2 separate regions of the Sus scrofa genome follow, and region 2 is linked to region 1. Evidence: chromatin contacts called from public Hi-C data. All regions are on one chromosome and are shown on one strand. The core of a region is the stretch at or near the end of the contact, and the rest is flanking DNA. Distances in the headings are between cores, read along the strand shown.

Region 1 (3,573 bases), core at 17-2,516:
CTTAAATATTTTCTCATTTCCTTTTTAAATACTACACAATTCAAACAGAGCGTGTCTTGCAATCTGGATTCATCTCATGAGCCACTTTTGCTTCAAAGCATTTGTTTCCAAACTTTTTGATTGTGTGTGTTTTTCTTTAAAAAGTCACACATCTTAAATATGTGTGTATTAACTTTGTACTTGCATATTAAATGTTATGTATATTGGAATTCCCGTTGTGGCTCAGCAGGCTAAGAACCCGACTAGTATCCATGAGGATGTGGGTTTGATTCCTGGCCTCACTCAGTGGGTTAAGGATTTGGCATTGCTGTGAGCTGCAACGTAGATCACAGATGTGGATTAGATCCCCTGATGCTGTGGCTGTGGTATAGGCCGGCAGCTGCAGCTCAGATTCAGCCCCCAGCCTGAGGATTTCCATATACCATGGGTGTGGCCTAAACAGATTAAATTAAATTAAATTAATAAAATAATAAAATAAATATTATATATATTATGATACATACATCAGTGAGAAATTCTGAAGGATGAACTAAATAAATCAAAGTAAATTATGGTATTTTCTTCCTGCACTCATATGAATTATCCTGTCTACCCCCTGGAGTGCTTGCATGCCTCCCTTTCCTCTATGCAGACTGCTGCTTTAGAAAATTAGTTCTTCCACTTCTTTAACTCATAGGGTCTTTGGAAAATATTAAGTTGGTAAATGCTCTACCTAGGCAAGAGAATATAAGCATGACATCTTCTCATACCCTGTTAGGAAGGTCATGCATTTTTTGAAGTCGATTCCTGGACCCCTTAGGCGTCACCTGGTTTGCTCTTAGGGCATTTGGAGTCTGGATTCAAGACTATGTTTCAGCCCTGGGATGTCTCTGAGATTTTGAGTTCTGGTCAATGACGTTGTTAGACCAGGTCATCTCAAAGTGCCATAAATTTCCAATTCTGTCGCAAAGCCTCCCTAATTCATCTTCTCAGAACACAAGCCAGCCTGACTGCTTGCACAGGCATGGGGCTCTCTCAGTGCCATAGTACCCTCCCCAAGCCAATGCTACCAGTAGGAGTGGCGGGAGGGGGGGACGCAGTTAGGAGTTTTTGTCTTATGCACAAAGATGAATAGCCGATGAGCTAGCTCTGTATCAAGTAACAGGTACAGAAAGGCAAACTCTAGCCCTTGTGAGCTGACCTGGAAGGGGGAACCTCCTAGCCCCTCAGCAGGAGGACTAAGGGGAAGTGGCTGTTCCGTCCCCTCTGCATTGTTCAGGAAGTCAGCCCTATTGTCTGAGGCGCTCATTCACCCCCACAGGAAGCACATCAGGCCACTGTTAGATGCAGTAACCATACTCTTTGTGGTTGGAGGAATTCCCCTCTGTGATGCTTGACACTAAGCCTCCTGGTCATTTTTCATAAATAAGTGGCAGCCCTTCTCACAGGTGGAAAGATAGTGCCACCGGGATAGTCATATATTATCATTCTCTAAAAAAAAAAAAAAAAAAAAAAAAAACAAATTGAGTCACTTGAGTTTCTCTTGCTGAAAATTGTGTCATTTCTAGGGGTCTTTTCCCCCAAAATGCTAAAGTAGAAATTAAGTAGAACTGAGGTGTTTGCTCAGTGTACTTGACCTGCTCCTCTGTCTTAAATAGTATTCAGACCAACATACACCTGCAAGAGGGGAGCTGATTTGAAGAGACTGTCCTAATAACTTTAACTACTTTAAATAAACTGGATAAGAGAAAAGAAATGGAACCCTTATGGGAAAACCTAGACTGTTTAAATATGATAGAAAAAATGTAATAACAGTGTTAAATTTTATTTGTCATAAAATATACATAACATAAAATTTGCCATCCTAACCATTTTCAGTGGTATTTCAGTGGCATTATGTTGTATTGTTGTACAACTCTCACTGCCATCCATCTCCAGAACTCTTCTTATCTACTGACTGGAAATTTGTACCCACGAAACTGTAATTCCCATTTCTCTTTCCGACCATTCTACTGTCACTGTGAATTTTACTTCTTTATAAGTCCCCCTTATAAGTGGAGTTATACAATGCTTGACCATTTGTGATTAGTTTATGTCACTTATATAACGTCTTCACAGTTTGTCCATATGGCAGCATATGTCAGAATTTTCTTTCTTTTTAAGACTGAATAGTATTCCTTTGTATATATATACCATATTCCATTGATCCATTCATCCCTTGATGGACACTTGGGTTTGCTTCCACGTCTTGGCTATGGTGGGTAATGGTGCTCCTTGACATGGTTTACAAAGTACACTCACACACACTACCTTCACAATCCTCACAACCCTAGGAAATGGGAAGAGCAAGTGCCCTTTCCCCATTTTACAGATAAATGAATGGGACTGGGAAAAGTAAGCAACCTGTTTAAGATCCCAGAATGAGCAGGCAATGGGAGAGGGAACAGTACCAAGTCATCTGATTCAGTGCCCTGTGAGTCCCTCATCATTTCCAAAGGTTCCATTTGGCCAACTCACTCTTCTGTCTGTGCTTACCTCTGCCCAAAGAGTCTTCGAAAAAAGTTCTCTTTTTCAACAAAGCTATCCAATGATAAGGTCATCTTCTCACATATGCCTCGAAACAAAATGTGGCCTAATTTGCATGACTTCTGCAGTGGTGGTCCATGACCTGATTAGCTGGCAGCCTCAAGGGCTGTTAACCTGAGAGGTTTGGCAGGTGCACGTCTGTGCATCTTCCAACATGTGGTAGCAAGGTATCTTGGGGGGGGGGTGCCTTCTCCTCAAATCCACCATTTCTGGGGGAATTGGCTTTCAGGGCCAACATGAGAGCTCCTCTTTCTAGCTCTTACTGGGTCTGAACACCTCAGTGTTTATCAGCAATGTTCATTCCGTTGCCTCAGCTCAGTGGGGCAGTGGGATTGGGAAGGGCCAGACATTCACGTATCGTAACCCAATCTTCCTCTGGTGATCCCACTGTAAATCTAAAGAAAAGCAACAGAACTTTTCTTTTTTTACTAGCGGAAAAGCTACAGCCCCTAAAATTGAGTAATAGAAATGGCTATTCTTTCTTTACCTAAGACAGAGACTCAACCCTCTGAAAATATAGCAGCTACAATGCTAAGAAGGGCCATGGTGGATCAGACCATGAATCTTCCACCATGAATCTTCCATCTGCCGTCTCTTACAGAGCCACCCACCAGCTCTTCTGGGGAGAATGTGCCACCCACCGTGATCTCAAATGATTAGGAATTTTCCACAAACTTCCTGTATTTCTCGGTTAATATCCCAGTGTGTTTTTCATATGCAAGGAGCTACCCAAATACTTCTGGGAACAACTTATATTTTTAACCAGATTGTATATCCAAACACTTTCAGAAAATGCAAAATTATCTAAGTTAAAACCATATATTTGTTTTCTCTCTCCAACAGGTTCGAGATTGAAATTGAGCCTCTGTTTGCCAGCATTGCCCTCTACGATGTTAAAGAAAGGAAAAAGGTAAGAAGGCAAAAAATAGCCCAGCCCAGAGGGCATCATCTGTTGTTCATGGAGTCTTTGCATTCATGTTTTTAAATCTCACTTCTGTGAAGCAAAAA
Region 2 (3,929 bases), core at 1,121-3,620, 130 kb before region 1:
CAGTAAGAACACATGACACCTGTTAGAAATCAAAATAGTTCATGTGGCTGGGCTCAGGCTAAAGAGGGTTTCAAGAGCCAGAACATAAAGGACTTTGTAAGTCATGTTAAGGAATTTGAACTTAACCCAAAGAGAAACCACTGAAGGGTGTGACAAAATCAGACTGACGTTTATAAACATCATTAAGGCTAAAATACAGAGAATATATCAAAGGAAGCATGACTGAAGACTAGTAAGAAAGCTTTTAGAATATTCCAGGGTGTGGGATCACAAGAGCAGCAAGATTTGATGGTAACACGAAGTTTTGGACTTGTTCAGTCTGAGATGTTGGCAGGACATTAAAATAGAAACTACCTCGGTATGAAATTAAAAGGAAGGACAGAGGAGGGAAAAAATTTTAAAAGAAGCCAGAGAGGTAGGTGGAAATATCAGAAGAAAGATGTGTGGAAAGCAGCAGAACAATGTTTCAAGAAAAGAGAAAATGGCCCAGAATAAGCAGAGAGGAGTTCCTTTGTGGCACAGCGAATTAAGGATCTGGCATTGTCCATGTAGCAGCTGGGTCACTGCGATAACTTGGGTTTGATCTCTGGTCCAGCAACTTCCACACACCAAGGGCCCAGCCAAAAAAAAAAAAAAAAAAAAGAAGAAGTAGATACTATTCCCTATATGCAGCAACAAAGTTTCTGGCCTTAGTCCTCATTCCTAACCGTCAACCATTATCTCCAATACTCTTCTGATCTATGAGTGAGCAACAACGGGGATAGGGGTAGGAAAGCAAATCTGAACTATATTCTTTTAGAGAAGGAATTTGCTCAACTTCTCAGGAGAACATCCTCTGAAAAACAGTGGGGAAACTCCTTTATAAATAAATAAACGCCGTTATAAAATTAATCTTGAGTAAAAATGAATATAAACTTGGAGTTCCCGCTGTAGCTCAGCAGATTGAGAACCCAATTAGTATCCATGGGGATGCAGGTTCAATCCTTGGCCTTGATCAAGTGAGCTGTGTGCAAATCTTGGAGGAGGCTTGGATCTGGCATGGCTGTGGTGTAGGCCAGCAGCTGCAGCTCTCATTCTACCCCTAGCCTGGGAACTTCCAAATGCTGCAGATGTGGCCCTAAAAAGAAAAAAGAAAGAAACTTAGTCTACAAAGCAAAAAAAAAGGAAATGCCAGTGATTTAATCCCTATTTTTATGTAAAAGGTCCTCAGGTACATCAGGTTTGTACTTGTCTAGCAGCATCTAGGAATGGCATTATTTTCCCCACATCATTTCACTTTATTTATGTTTCCTAACTTTTCCCCACATTTTAAATATGGTGTTTATTCTAGCCCTTCTATTTAACTGTAGGTTTTTAAATAATACTTCTCAAAGTTTCCCAGTCAAGCACCTCTAGTGTGAGGGCATAAACTATCCTTAATTGTACCATGTTTACAAAATTATGAATACAAGTGATCCTGTGAACTCCTGAAAATCATCAATTTGAGCAATACAGTCTTACACGGCAGAGTAATTTTATTCTTACTCTTTCTCCTACAGTACTTTAAAAACAGACCTCAAAAAAAAAAAAAATGTTTGAGATAGAAGTGATTTGCACCAATGACTGGAAGAGACTGGCTCGTGGGGAAGGAAAATCACTGAGGAATGGCCCTCAGGTGTCAGGTATCTTCAGCAAAGACAGTGTTTAACGGGAATAGACTATCAAGTAAGTGTTTCGCCCCACTAAGCAAAAAAGCAAACTCAGACAAGTGACTGGTATTTCGATTTTCGAGTGGGGTAGGCGAGCTTCAGAAAGGTAAAGTAACTCATTAAAGGTCACATGGCTAATTAGGGGCGGGTCCGGGCCTTAGACTGCAAAGCTGAACTAGTTGCAAAAATGCCAGGCTAATTTTCAATCTCACTTGATAAATATGATCCTAACGCTGAGAAGTCTGGGAATCATTAACTCTGAGATGAAAAGCAACCTATATGGTGAGCAACTGACCCAGCCCCTACCTCTAAGACATTTTCTGTCTGCCAGAAGGCCACGATGCCTAAGGCACCGTCAGCCCTCAAATCCCAGGACACCTGCTTTCACTGCGTTTTCTGACCGGGATGGTTAGTTACCTAAATACCCGGTGATAATTGTGACTGGGATCCTAGCGCCGGGGTCAAACTTTTCCTCCTCCTCCTCTCTTTGCTTCGTCTCAATGGGGACCAGTTCTGGGCAATCCTCCTCCGCTTGCTCCTCTTCCTCATCCACACAGCCGAGAGCCGGAAACATGCTGGCCAAGAGCACAACACGCTTTTCCCTAAGCTCGAGAGCTGGGACCACGACACCCACCCGCAGGAGCGTACGCAAAACACGCGGCGCGTGCTTGACGTCATAACGCTGCGACGCATGGTGCCCCCGGGATCCCGCCCCGGATTACCTGGGTTGAGGACCGCCTCGGCTCTTAGACACGCCCCTAGGGGTTGTTGCCCGCCTCCAGGGCGTGTTCTCTGAAACATCGAAGCTGGGCGGAGTTGTTAAGGCTGAGGGACAATTCCGGAGGCTGTGTCTGTGCACCTGCAGCCAAAATAACTAAGGGCTGGATGACGGTAGGGCTGAAGTCGGGGTGGTTGGAACCTGGAGTGGGTAGCTTAGCTTAAACATCTCCCACAGGGAATAGTTATCAACTTGACATTTCTTAGTATCATTAAAACATTTTTTTTAATTCATAGGAGAAAGAATGGGAAGGTATAACACTACAAAGTTAATTGTAATTTTTCTACCTGAACCAGTGAAACTTTTTTTTATAATTTCAGATTTTACATGTATATCTAAATTTTTACGATGTACATGCATTACTTTTATTTATTTTTCTTTCATATTTGTTATTTGGACTCAGGTAACTTGAGTTCATGTATTATATTCTTTGATTCACCCACGTTCGACAACAATATATGGATAGTCTGGACAAAGAATGTCACCCGCCAAATCAGTAAACAAAGGATGTTGAGGCCATCAAGCCATCAGCCTCCGCAGCCACCTCAACAGTTTACCCTGAGGGGATGTTGGGTGGAGAAAAACAGGATAATGGCCCTGGATAGTTAAGGTGCACAGCAAAGAAATGATTTCATGTAAGCATCTTCCCACAAAGAAAAGCATTAAATTCATTAACTTGAGATATCTGGCTTTCTTTAACTGACAGTAGTCTTTTGATGTTCTGACTACCTGGAATTTGTTTGTTTGTTGTTGCAAAAAATGCCTATATCTCCTGGCTCCTCCCTGACCTCTTTGGAACAGTCCGTCAGAGCTGAGAAGCTCCTTGCGATGTGCATGAATCCTCAGTATGTCCACTGAGTAAAACATAATTCTCAAACTTTAGGTTGTGCATTTATTTGTTGATAATAGCCCTCCTTTATATTTATATATATTTATGTACATTTGCAATGAGTGCCTTTGGCCTCATCCCTAACCTAAGAATATTACCAATAAGTTACATGTGCTCTCCGTGGCCATTTTCTATTTCAACCCTCTGCTTCTCCTCAAAGATAGTAAACACTGTCATGAATTGATTATAGGTAACTTATCTCTCCCTCTTTTCTTTTTAATTCTATCATATACATATGTGATAAATACACACATATATAGTTAAAGTGTTGTTTAATTTTGCTTGTCTTTGAATTTTATTTTTAAAAATCATATAATATAAAATATGGAGTTCCCGTCATGGCTCAGTGGAAACAAATCTGACTGGGAACCATGAGGTTGCAGGTTCGATCCCTGGCCTTGCTTAGTGGGTTAAAGATCTGGCATTGCCATGAGCTGTGGTATAGGTTGCAGACACGGTTCGGATCTGGCACTGCTGTGGTTGTGGCTTAGGCTGGCAGCTACAGCTCCAGTTGGACCCCTAGCCTGGGAACCTCTATGTGCCATGGGTGCAGCCCTAAAAAGACAAAGACAAA

The links. Hi-C and Micro-C count contacts between places; a contact is called where the count stands out from the background.
Region 2: a Hi-C map of alveolar macrophages shows a contact between it and region 1, with 2.6 times the contacts expected there. The contact joins the promoter of LOC100156293 here to the enhancer-like site in region 1. A contact is called at or near these places in 2 of 5 promoter capture datasets (both in liver), 15 of 47 Hi-C or Micro-C datasets (alveolar macrophages, blood, brain and 8 more) and 2 of 2 datasets of contacts at active chromatin or transcription factors (alveolar macrophages and skeletal muscle).

What each region holds. Positions count from the first base shown.
Region 1 is chr1:221,387,569-221,391,141 of Sscrofa11.1, reverse strand. It overlaps DOCK8 (dedicator of cytokinesis protein 8), which reads left to right. Exons shown (of 49, transcript XM_003121929.6): 8 at 3,409-3,475. Among named protein-coding and RNA genes, the nearest start is that of C1H9orf66, 100 kb to the left of the region's middle. Within about 2 kb of position 1,266, at least 6 of the 83 cell types and tissues checked have an H3K27ac peak or open chromatin away from gene starts, as enhancers often do. A contact at or near this core is called in alveolar macrophages, where this site is marked.
Region 2 is chr1:221,519,754-221,523,682 of Sscrofa11.1, reverse strand. LOC100156293 (COBW domain-containing protein 2) reads right to left here and starts at 2,370. Exons shown (of 13, transcript XM_021064587.1): 1 at 2,106-2,370. The coding sequence starts at 2,262.